Linked DNA regions of Bos taurus: region 1 is linked to region 2. Evidence: chromatin contacts called from public Hi-C data. All regions are on one chromosome and are shown on one strand. The core of a region is the stretch at or near the end of the contact, and the rest is flanking DNA. Distances in the headings are between cores, read along the strand shown.

Evidence for each region. Hi-C and Micro-C count contacts between places; a contact is called where the count stands out from the background.
Region 1: a Hi-C map of skeletal muscle shows a contact between it and region 2, with 2.8 times the contacts expected there. The contact joins the promoter of TLE1 here to the enhancer-like site in region 2. A contact is called at or near these places in 2 of 11 Hi-C or Micro-C datasets (liver and skeletal muscle).

The regions. Positions count from the first base shown.
Region 1 is chr8:57,623,584-57,629,021 of ARS-UCD2.0, forward strand. It overlaps TLE1 (transducin-like enhancer of split 1 (E(sp1) homolog, Drosophila)), which reads right to left and starts at 1,908. Exons shown (of 7, transcript NM_001098020.2): 1 at 1,487-1,908; 2 at 605-705. The coding sequence starts at 1,510. LOC107132697 (translation initiation factor IF-2) reads left to right here and starts at 1,826. Exons shown (of 5, transcript XM_059889321.1): 1 at 1,826-1,974; 2 at 2,058-2,487; 3 at 2,605-3,252. The coding sequence starts at 1,826.
Region 2 is chr8:57,547,994-57,554,138 of ARS-UCD2.0, forward strand. No RefSeq gene overlaps it. Among named protein-coding and RNA genes, the nearest start is that of TLE1, 74 kb to the right of the region's middle. Within about 2 kb of position 4,533, at least 8 of the 102 cell types and tissues checked have an H3K27ac peak or open chromatin away from gene starts, as enhancers often do. A contact at or near this core is called in skeletal muscle, where this site is marked.

The DNA of each region.
Region 1 (5,438 bases), core at 658-3,157, 73 kb after region 2:
TGAAGCAGCTTTCATTAGATGAAGAGACTAAAGGTGAGATGACTACAAATGTGACTCCAATCTCGTGCCCTACCCAAACCAACCCAGAATGAAGCCAAAGCAGGTGAGCTATCCCCTAAACACATCCACAGCACCCCCACTAAGGATGGGCACAGCTAAAAGCATCTGCCCTCCCATAATGGACTTTGCCTCAAAGAACCCATTCTAATATGGCAAACAGCGATTTCAACACTGGCTTTGCCTCTCTGAACCTGCACTCCTGAGCTGGGGCATTGACTGAACCAAGCTCAGCCTGTTGCAAAATAAATACATGAAGTGCAAATATTGACAGTTCTCATGCAACTCCTAAATACACGAAAAAAGGCTCCTTGGAACAGGAGCAAACGGGCAAAGGGGAAACAATGGGAGGAGGAGGAGACAAGAGAAGAGGCGGCCCGGGAAGAGCAGGGGAAAGGGGTAACGTGAATGACAGGTCTTAACTGTGACTCCACGCGCCACCGCCTGGACGCAAGTACTAAGTACAGCTGCCGCCACCACCAGGATGGGCGACCCGGGGCACAGCGCTGCCCGGGCGACCACTCACCGGGCGCGGCGCGACACGCACCTGTGATACTGCGCCTGCAGGAACTGAAATTCCTCTTTAATCCGGTCCAGGGATTCCGGGATAGTGAACTTGAAGGGCTGGCCTGCAGCCTGGTGCGGCGTCTAAGGGCGACCAGCGAGGGGGACCGAGCGACGGGGATGCGGGCGGTTGGATAAAGCAGTCGGAGTATCAAAGAGTGGGTGGGACATAAACGAAAAATAAAGTTAGAAGTGGCACCAAACGGAGTCCCGAACTCCAATTAGCGCTTCACTTGGGGAGAGGGAAGGTGGACCTTCCCAGATCCGAAGGTCCTCAAATGACGCTCGCAGCCTCTTCCAGCCTCCAGGGCGGGACGCGGTAAGTGCGCCTGGGTCACCTGGTTGAAGGGACAAGGGTTCCCGGCGGCGGCCGTGGAGGACCTGGCCAGACTGTCGTCGACGACGCCGCCTCCTCCCTCAGGGGGCGATAATGACCCGGGGGACCAGAGGAGAAAACTCCCTGATGTTCCCCGTTCCCAGAGTCGCCGGGGCCACCTCCAGGCGCGCCGGAACCGGGGCCTCATTGATATGTAAATAGGCGAGACGAGAAACAAAGCGGGGGCGCACTACCCGCCTGGGGAAGGGAGAGGATACGGCCGCGGGAGAAACCCCAGTCTCCCCAAGCGCCCCGCCCGCCCAGTCTAGACGTCAAGTAGGAGGGAGCCTAGAGCAAAGGGGTTGAATTGAGAGTTTCAGCCCCCTTCCCACACAGGAGGAGAGGGCCCGGGACCTCCCAAGTCTTGTACCCTTGGAGGCCAGGGGGCTCGGTCAGATTGTAGCAGCCACCCATCTCCTCACCGCACAGAAAGAACAACTACCACTCCGCCACCTCCCTTCCCCCCACTCCGCCACCACCGCGCCTCACCGGGTGCCGGCTCTGCGGGAACATCGCTCTGGCGGCGGCCGCGGCTCTGTTCCCGGGCAACTCAATTCTCCGCTCAATTTCCAACTTTAATCCCGCCGAGGAAAATTAAGCCGGGAAGCCAGGCAGAAGCGGGCAGCGCGCTGGCCACGCACGCAGGCGCGCTCGGCGGGACGCACAGGCCACTCTGCTCCCGCCCGTGCGGACTCCCGCGCTCAGGGCCACATCACAGGGCACTCCGGGCCCGGCCGCACCAAGAACCTGCGGGACGCCGCTGGTGCTCGTGGGGAGAGCGCGGGGGCTGCGCTTCCACCCTAGGGCCTCGGCCGCCCGGGCTGAGAGATGACGAGCCCGGTGACTCGGTGCTCCCCTCGGCAATCCGCGTGCGCCGCAGCGGTCCCGGGCAACAAATCCAGAGGAGGACTGCTCTCCTTTGCTCTTCTCCCGGCCCGCCTCTTCTTCGGGTATTCCCCGAGGCGCCCGCCGGCGAGGTGCAGGTGGCGCGGCGCCCGCGGCTAACCCCACACAAACAAACCTGACTGTGTTCAGGGGTGACCCCCTCGGGCCCAGGTAGCGCTCACGACCGGGAGCTCGCAGGCTCCCGTGAGGCGGCGGGGTGCGAGGTCCCGGTGGCAGCGGAGGCTCCCCGCCCCGCGCTCCGCAGCTTTAACCCGAGACGAGGAGCGCGGGATGACGACAAGGCGGGGAAAGTGCGGAGGGCGCGCCGGGAGGCGGCTTGGCACGCCCAGTGCAGCCGGCTCTGGGTGTTCTCCGAGGTTGCACAAACCCTCCTGGGCCGACGGGTCTACTCCGCCGAGGGCAATCCCGCAGCCGCCCGCTGCTCCTCCAGACCTGGGCGCATCCAGGCGCCGCGGCCCGCGCGCACTCGTCCTGCACCGCCGGCCAGACCTCTCCGGACCCTTTCTCAGAGCCTCTCTGTTGATCCCCTTTCTTTCCTTCTCTTCGTCTGCCTCTCCTCAAAGGGCGCTCCAGCCCGCTCCAAAGTTCTCTCACGACCCGGAGAAAGACATCCAAGAGACGGTGAGGAAAAGCCCAAGAGTGCGCTCCGCCGCTCGGCCTCCCTCCCGGGCCGGCAAACTCCGCGGGCAAGTCCGGAGTAGTCGCGGAGGCGGTTAAGTTGCCGAGGGCAGGCGGAGGTCCCGGTTGGTGGCGCGGTTCCCGCCCGGTCCTGCGAAGGCGGGAGTGGCGCAGTCGGCTGCCTCGGGGACGCAGGACACAGGGTACCCGCCGCCGCCGCCGCCGCCGCCGCTCCTGCAGCCGCCGCTCCTGCAGCCGCCGCTCCAGCCGCTGCCGCCGCCCGCGCCTCTCGCGCCGGTTACATTAACACGCGGTTTCACACTCCGGAGCTAACCAGCGCCGGCCCCGCCCAGCACCGCGCGGGCGGGGGGCGCGAGCGCGGAGCCGGCAGGGGACGTGAGCCTGTCTGGTGGAGGGGGGTGGGGGGAAGGCCCTCGTCAGCCAATCGCTTACGGCGCGCCCAACGTGGGGTGCTGACGAGAAGCCTCCCCAGAGCCTATGGCAGCGCGGCACCGGACAGGCCGTCTCACCCGGTCCCCCTCTCCTCTCCCACCCCACTTGCTTCCATCTCCGCCGTCTCCCCCGTCTCCCCTCCCATCCACCCCCACCACTCCTCCGCCAGCCGCGTCCTCCCGGGCTCGGTGAGGAACTGTTCCTGGAGGAGCCGCGGGATGCCGAAACCAGCCAATGGGAAGCAGCGAGACGCGGAGATTGGCACGGTGGATGGGAAGGTCGGTAGGAAGGAGAGCGGCGGGGCCGGGCTGTCAATCAAAGTAACGTGGGGTCGGCGAGGGAGCGCGCGGGAGCGCGCGAGCAGGAGGGACACGCGAGCGTGCAGCCTCGGAAGCCGGGGGTTCGAGTTTGCAGAAATCCTGCCACTTGTTCACTTTTCCCTTTAATGAAAATCCTCAGATCTCAGTGAAAGTAACCCGGAGACTAACCGCGTAGTTTCTTAAGAGGGAGAGTGGGTGCTTTTTGGTAGTTCAAGCCAAAGGTGTCTTTCGGAGGCCCCTGTTCGATGCTACTCTAGAAAGTGAGGTCATATTCAAAATTTCTGAAAAAAAAAAAAAATTTCTGTGAGGATTGTTTTCCCTTGAGCTGTCTTTACGCGGATGCCCGAGGAGTGGACTGTGCACTTCATGGAAACTGCATAAATAGGCAACTCATTGGCTGCGTAGATACACTAGCGGCTTAGGACTAGGCTTCTAATGCCCACGCCCCCTTTTGCACTCAAGGTGGTGGGAATTGTTTTTTATTGGAGTATTTCAAACCACCTTGGAAAAAGATCGACCTGAGTTGGGGCGGGAAGGATACCCGAGGAGCTGTCAGGGTAAGGCTGGCGCGTCCCGATCAAGGATGAGATGTTTTGCCCGCCGCGCGAAATCTCGGGTCCTTCTGTTTTAAAGTCCCGATTTCGCTGTACTGGGTAGAAGAGGGCTACTGAGAGTTCCAGGGGCCTCTCAGGAACACGACCACGAGTCTGTTTCCAATTTCTAGAAACAAAGGGAGACAATGGGATAAACAGCATTGAGACCTGAAAAACCTGTCCTGCCCACCTCACCCCCATAGTTCGGGTGGTACCCCCCCCCCTACCTTAAGCTATGTAAGGAGCTAAATGGGAAGCTTTGTGGAAAAGACGTCGAAAAAAATTCTTATGAGCTGGAACTTGAAAAGGATTTTAAGATTTTAAATAAACGGAGCATACTGCGTAAATCTCCAGTTTTTGTCAGTTTTTCTAAAATACATCCCACAGAAAACCTTCAATATTGCTGCTTTTATACGTTAAAGAGCAGTTCAGTTGAGCTATTTCCACATGATTGGTAAGTGAATAATGCTGTTTTAGCCAAATAGGGGTGAATTCTTCCATGAGAAAGACACATCTTTGACAAGCATTCATCTAATGTTGGAATATACTTCAGTTTTTGGTGTTAATGGCCCCCATGTTCCCATTATTTTACTTTCAAGAGAATTATGGAAAGGCATTTATTTAAACAGAAATACAATTTATTCGAAGATTTGCTTTTACAGAGATCTTTTCCTTGAAATATTAAAAGAATCATTTTAGATAATACGTTTCACTGGTGGAGTTCTTAAATATGTATGATATTGATTTGTCTATAATTGGATCAATCCCAAATATCAATTATAAATGAAAAATTGAAGGAGCGATTTTAGCCAGTCTGTACAACGCCATAGTAATTCTCAAACAAATTCAGAATTGTGGCTCATTAAGTGGGGTTAAAGGAGTGGGTTCTATTATTCATTTCTGCTGACATTGGAAATGAATAGCAAGGAAGCACTGCCCCTTTTCTTGGTTATATTTAGTGATGAGAGTAGTCTTGCTCCACATACAGGAGTTTTTGAATCATACAACCATGGGTTGGCAACCTGTTAGTTGTTCAGTCCCTCAGTCGTGTCTGAGTCTTGCAACCCTATGAACTGCAGCACACCAGGTTTCCCTGTCCTTCACTGTCTCCCAGAGTTTGCTTAAATTCATGTCCATTGAGTCTTTCTTTCTGGAGCTGTTTCTCCACTCTTCCCCAGTAACATACTGGACACCTACTGACCTGGGGGGCTCATCTTCCAGTGTCATATCTTTTTGCTTTTTCATACTGTTTGTGGGATTCTTGAGGCAAACATACTGAAGTAGTTTGCCATTCCCTTCTCCAGTGGACTACATTTTGTCAGAACTCTCCACCATGACCTGTCTTTCTTGCGTGGCCCTGCGCGGCTTGGTTCATAGCTTCCTTGAGTTGGGATTGGCAACCTATGTGCCTTGAAATCACATAGTATTGGGTCACCTATACCAGTCTATGGTTGCTTCATCCCGTAATCAGCTCCAGGGTTGTGTAGAAAGTTCTTGGATTCCACAAATATGCCTCTGCATGCGGGGACAACTAGGGCAACCAAGACTTCA
Region 2 (6,145 bases), core at 3,283-5,782:
TAAGGGGCTTAACTACCTGCAGCCTATTACGTATCTGTTTCCTGATCGACAAGATAGAAATAATAATGAAACATAAGGGCCTCAGGGATGGTAGTAAGGAAAAAAAGGGCCAGCAGCTGCAAAAGTGCAAAACACTTAACACTGTGCTTGACACCTGCAGGGGCCTTCAGGAAATGACAGCGTAGATACTAAATACCCATGACTTAAAAAGAGGAAAGTGAGGCGATGTTGAATCCAGGGCTCTTATCTTGACCAGAGGACAAGTGTGACAGCCAGGAATGCGGAAAGGGAGGAAGGCGTGGGGTGGGAGCCAGGAAAGCTTGTGGTGATGGCGAGGCCAGGAAAACCAGGATACCCATAAATCCTAAAAGGCTATGTGGGGAGACAGCACAGGCAAAGACGAGTGGAGGATGTTTGGAGAAAGCACTGTGGCCAACTGCGGGGTGGAAATGAGGAGCCTTGGGTGGTGGGGCCCGGTTAGGGGCCATCTACCCACACCCCAGAGCCTCAGAGCTGAGTCCCCAGACCCGGCTGTCTGAATCAAGCACTTGCAGATCAGGATCTAATTCTGAAATCTGGTGGCAGAACTGAACAGAAAAAGGCCCACTGGACATCACAGATTTAAAACCTGAATGAAACTGAACTCTTTTGGAACCAGGGACTCTTTACTCCTGGGGCACACAGCAGAGATGGAGGCACCCTGAGTCCCTGCAGGTGCTGCAAACTGGGAAATGGCAGCGTGTTTCCGGGAAGCAGGTGGTTTCCCTAGCAGACTGGCCCCTGTTCATAAAACTACACTGTGTTCCGTAGTCAGTGCTAGAGTTGTGGGCTTGCTGGAAGTAGGCAGGGTCCAGCACACAGTAATGAAGAACCAGGGACCCTGGCGATGAAGGCTGTGGCCAAGACCCTGCTGCCTGTGGACTTGGCCCTCCTGAGCGAGAATTTCTTGCTGTATTAACAGGTATCAAAAAAAAATCTGATCAGATCAAAACCTTCACTCACTTTTTATGGCTCACCAAGCCTTCACAATTGAGTGCCTATGAGCTTCAGTTCATATGACCATCTTGTAGCCTAAATTCCTAGCCGTGTGGCACAACAGGCCATTCCCCTAAAATATCGCACACTGTCACATCCCCACATAGTGCACAAACTGTTCCCTCCTGCTTGGAATAGCACTGCCTCCCCTTCAGTGCACGTCTCCTCCCCACTCTCGCGGCTTGCCTCGACTCCCCAGGTGCCATGAGTCCCTTCCCAGTGCCCTGATTCAATATAAATCGGTATCATGCTGGGGACGACTGCCCACAGTTATATCTGTCTCATTCCCGAGTCCTCTGGGGACAGGCGGGATGACTGCACCAGCGAGCATACAGCTGGTGCTCAGTAGAAGAATCCGAATGTCTCAACTCATTAATTGCTACCTAATCACTTACGAATCGAGGCATGAAAGACTGCTCCAGTAAGGAAAGTGAGCTACAGAAAGGTGGGGAGTCCACTTGGGCTCTGCCAGCCAACTTTCCCATAAAACTTATACTAAATGTGCCTAGGAGGTGGTTTCTCAAAGGGGAGAGGTAGTCCCAGAGATACAGAGCTGATGAAGAGCAGAACAAGAGGCAATGAGAACAACAGTAACTGTGAAATCCACAGGCCACCCCATCAGCAGAACCTGGTGGATGAGAGACCCCTCAGACATCAGCTGTGGCGGAAGTTGCTGTGGGTCACGTGTGACAAGCTGGTTCCTGAGTCTGGGTACTGAAGAGCATACGGTGAAGCTTAGGAAGTGAGGGGACCCAGGCCAGAGTTTCAGTTTAGTCACTAGTGAGATGTGGAGACCATATAGAAGTTATCTGGGTTGCATTTCCCTATTTTTACAGCGTGCTGTGACAAAACATACCCTGTAAATGTGACTGCTGAGGTGTGGGGGGAATGATGTCATGTGGGAAAGTACTTGCAGGAAAGTAGGAAGCATTATATAGATTCAACCTTTGGTTCCCATGTCACAGGAGACAGCTCGCCATCCCTTCTTATTTACAGAGGAGGGAAAGCAGGACAAGAGAGCATGCATAACAGGTTCAACTCAGCTCATACAAAGGAGGGGCCAGCCAATCACAGAAGTGGGGCTCTAACCTCTACTTCACTTCCAAGTCACCACCTTTGACACTCTCGCCTCAAGAGGGATTGTGGGGCCCACCAGGATGGAGACACCTTCCTTACACAAAAAGAGAACACCAGGCATCATCCACGTGCTTCATGAAGGAGCCCTGAGGGCTGAGGGCTGTGTCATCTAGCTCATTCTAAGACAGATGAGAACAATGTTAAGTTATGATCTTGGATGATGCTCCCAGCCACAAGAACTAGTAGAGTGAAGGTGGTGGCTGGGGCTGTTGGGATGTGGACTCATAAGAAAATCAGAGCCATATTATTCTAAGATTCAGAGGGGGGGAAGTCCTCAGGTATATAATTCATCTACTAATGATAAAAATCTTTCTTTGCCAATCTAACAAGCTCTACCTTTAATTTTTTTTTTAGGGTCTGCATGCCTAGCTTATAACATCTGTTAAATCCTTTACTTCTTTCACAGGATTTTCTCAGTTTGGCCTCTGAGCATCCTCCCAAACAGTAAACATGCAGATCAAGGTGCAGTCCTCACCCCACTTGAAGATAGCATTTCTACATCAATGGAGGGCTTTAGTAACAAAATACAAATAGAGGACATTAAACTATTAAGATGGGAGACTTTTCCCCTTATTTAGTTGAATACACAGCTATCCTCATATTTTAAAAAGGGGAATGCAGAACTTCTTAAAATAGATATAAAAAAAATTACTAGACAAAGTAAGGAAGAAGAGATGGTCTAGCTGATACACCAGAAGTTCTCTGATCAAAGTCTGCATTTATGATTCTAAGGCCCTACTTTCTCCATCAATTAAATTTTTCCAAACTGTAAATGTGCTGGGGCAGCAACAGGGCTCCTATGCAGGACAAGATACAAACCAAGAGACACGTGGACAAAAAGTAAGACAAAGACAAGTTTAAAATACAGCCACTTCAAAGCTCCATTTAAAAGTCCTAGCAAAGGAACCAATCACTGCAGGTAAATAGCAGCATTCACTTAAGAGATAAGACAAGCTATGTCTAGTAAGCTGAAAGCCATTTCTGAAGAGGTAAAAAGGGAGAGAAAAGGAAGGGACGATTGTCCAGCAGCTAAACATAACTCAGATCAAAAGGAAAGGACTTACACTTCAATATAAACCTAAGAAATTAGGGACACAGTCCTAGACCATTCAAAGGTAGAAAAAGAGAAGTTAAACTCAAACACACATGGTGACAATATAGCACAAAATAAGCATGTTCCTTTATGCACTTAATAGACAAAAAAAAAAAAACCAAATATCATAATAAGTAAAAAAGGGCAGGGGCTGAATTGATTTCCAAATCCACTAAATAAACCAAGTGTGGAATCTAGACATGGTCAGCACAGGGATCAGAAGCAAGATCAGGAATGGACAGGAGGGAGAGGGGACTGGCCACAAAAACGTTTTCTCAGCTAGAAGCTGGATGGCCTTTTTCAATGCTGCAAAACATATTTTCTTAAGAGGCAATTTTACCCCAAATGTAGTTTAGATTTTCTCTTCCCATTAGGCTGCAACTCCAAAAAGGTAGTTTAGAAGGTTTATTTAAACACTAAACAAGTGGGTGGAAGATTTCTCAATTACACGTCTAGCATTAAAACACAGGGTGAGGGAACTTGGAACTTAGCTGGAATCTTGAGTCAAACTATTATTAGTGTGAGTTACAACTGACCTCTAGATGTTACTGTATGAGGCAAGTAGACCTTGGCCCCAAGTATTTGTGGGGAGGAAAGCGGTGCCCTTAGGCCAGGAAAAAAACATCTTGAGAGGAGGGAGGCACAAAGTATAACAAAGATGTCAATCTGTCTAAACTTCTTCTAGGTTTCTTTTTTTATCAGTGAGCTCCACAGAGTTCAGGGAATAAATTTCCTAAAACTCAAAGTAAGTTCAAATTAAGTCGACAAAACGCAACAATTAAATTTCGCCTTGAGGATTTGGAAACACAGTGAGAGCAACCGCTTATAAATCAGCATTGCATGTCTCTAAAATGCAAACTGCATTCTCCCTTGGAAAAGGATGAATCATACGGCCTTACACAATCCTGGGCTCATCCCCCACCTTGTCAACGCGGCAAGTATTTGTTTACTGGCTATCAAGGCTCAAGGGGACAAGAGGACTTCAGAAGCTTTAATTGTAGTGGGGAAGAAGCAAATAGAGACAGGACTTGTACACATGGTTATAATTCAAGGCCAAAGTGTGGAAAGTGTCACAAGACTTACAAGGGGCTGGTGGAGAGAGATATGTGGGACAGGCATCAGCAAAGGCTTCTGGGAGGTGGCAGCAGCCTGAAGTGGTCTTTAAATTAAAGAAAATATTTCTGCAGGAACAGGTAGAGACAAGTTAGAGAGGAAGTTGCTCCAAGTAGGAGGAGAGCCATTCACGGAATACAAGGTTATCCCATTCAGCCAGAGCATGAGATGCAATGCATATGGGACATGAGGCTGGAAAAACAAGCTGAGGTGACTCTATCAGAGGGATTACATCAGGAGATTATATGCACCTTTTGCAGATTTCTGAGCAAGAAACAGATAAGATCAGATAAATATTTCATTACAGAAAACTCTTGCCACAATCTTGGTGAGGATTTTAAAAAATAATAAGACTGGGTAAAATGGAAAGCATCAAACCTAAAGTCTGAGTACAGATGTAAGAAATGGGATGATGCCTTCAACAAAAAGAAGTCAAGAGAAGTCAGAAGTGGGAGAGAGAGAAAAATGTCCAGGTTGGTTGGGAAAGCTACTGAGATCTTAGATCACGCTGACACCAGAACAAGTACAGAATAGTGGCAATGTCATGCTCTTTGATAAGAAACAATGAAAGGCCACAGGGCCTTTGCATATGCTGGTTTCTCTACCTAGAGGCTTCTGCCCTTCCCCTTCAAACTCTTCAAGAATTTTCCCTTAACCCTCCAAATGGGATCAGGCTTTCAGAGTTTCAGAAAACAATACTCCTCTATCACAGTTCTTGTTATTGTTGTTCAGTTGCTAAGTCATGTCTGACTCTTCGAGACCCCATGGACTATTGACTATAGCACAACAGGCTCCTCAGTCCTTCACTATCTCCCTGAGTTTGCTCAGATTCATGTCCAATGAGTTGGTGATGCTATCTAATCTTATCCTCTGCCACCCCCTTTTCCTTTTGCATTCCATCTTTCCCAGCATTAGAGTCTTTTCCAATGAGTCAGCCCTTAGCACCAGGTGGCCAAAGTACTGGAGCTTCAGCTTCAGCATCAGTCCTTCCAATGAATATTCAGGGTTGATTTCCTTAGGATAGACTGGTTTGATCTCCTTGCAGTCCAAATGACTCTCAAGAGTCCTCTCCAGCACCACAATCCAAAAGTATCAATTCTTTGGCACTCAGCTTTCTTTATGGTCCAACTCTCACATTCATACATGACTACTGGAAAAACTATAGTTTTGACTATGTGGACCTTTGTTGGCAAAGTGATGTCCCTGCTTTTTCAAATGCACTCTAGGTTTGTCATAGCTTTCCTTCCAAGGAGCAAGCATCTTTTAATTTCATGGCTGCGGTCACCATCCACAGTGATTTTGGAGCCCAAGAAAATAAAATCTGTAACTGTTTCCACTTTTTTCCCCTTCTATTTGTCATGAAGTAATGGGACTGGCTGCCCTGATCTTAGTTTTTTGAATGTTGAGTTTCAAGCCTCTTTTAACTTCAGCAAGAGGCAATTTAGTTCCTCTTCGCTTTCTGCCACTAGAGTGGTATCATCTGCATATCTGAGGTTGTTGATATTTCTCCCGGCAATCTTGATCCCAGCTTGTGATTCATCCTGCCCAACATTTCGCATGATGTACTCTGCATAGAAGTTAAATAAGCACGATGACAATATACAGCCTTGTTGTACTCCTTTCCCAATTTTGAACCAGCCAGTTCTTCCATGTAACTTTCTAACTGTTGCTATTTGACCTGCATACAGGTTTCTCAAGAGATAGGTAAAGCAGTCTGGTACTCCCATCCCTTTAAGAATTTTCCAGTTTGTTGTGATCCACACAGTC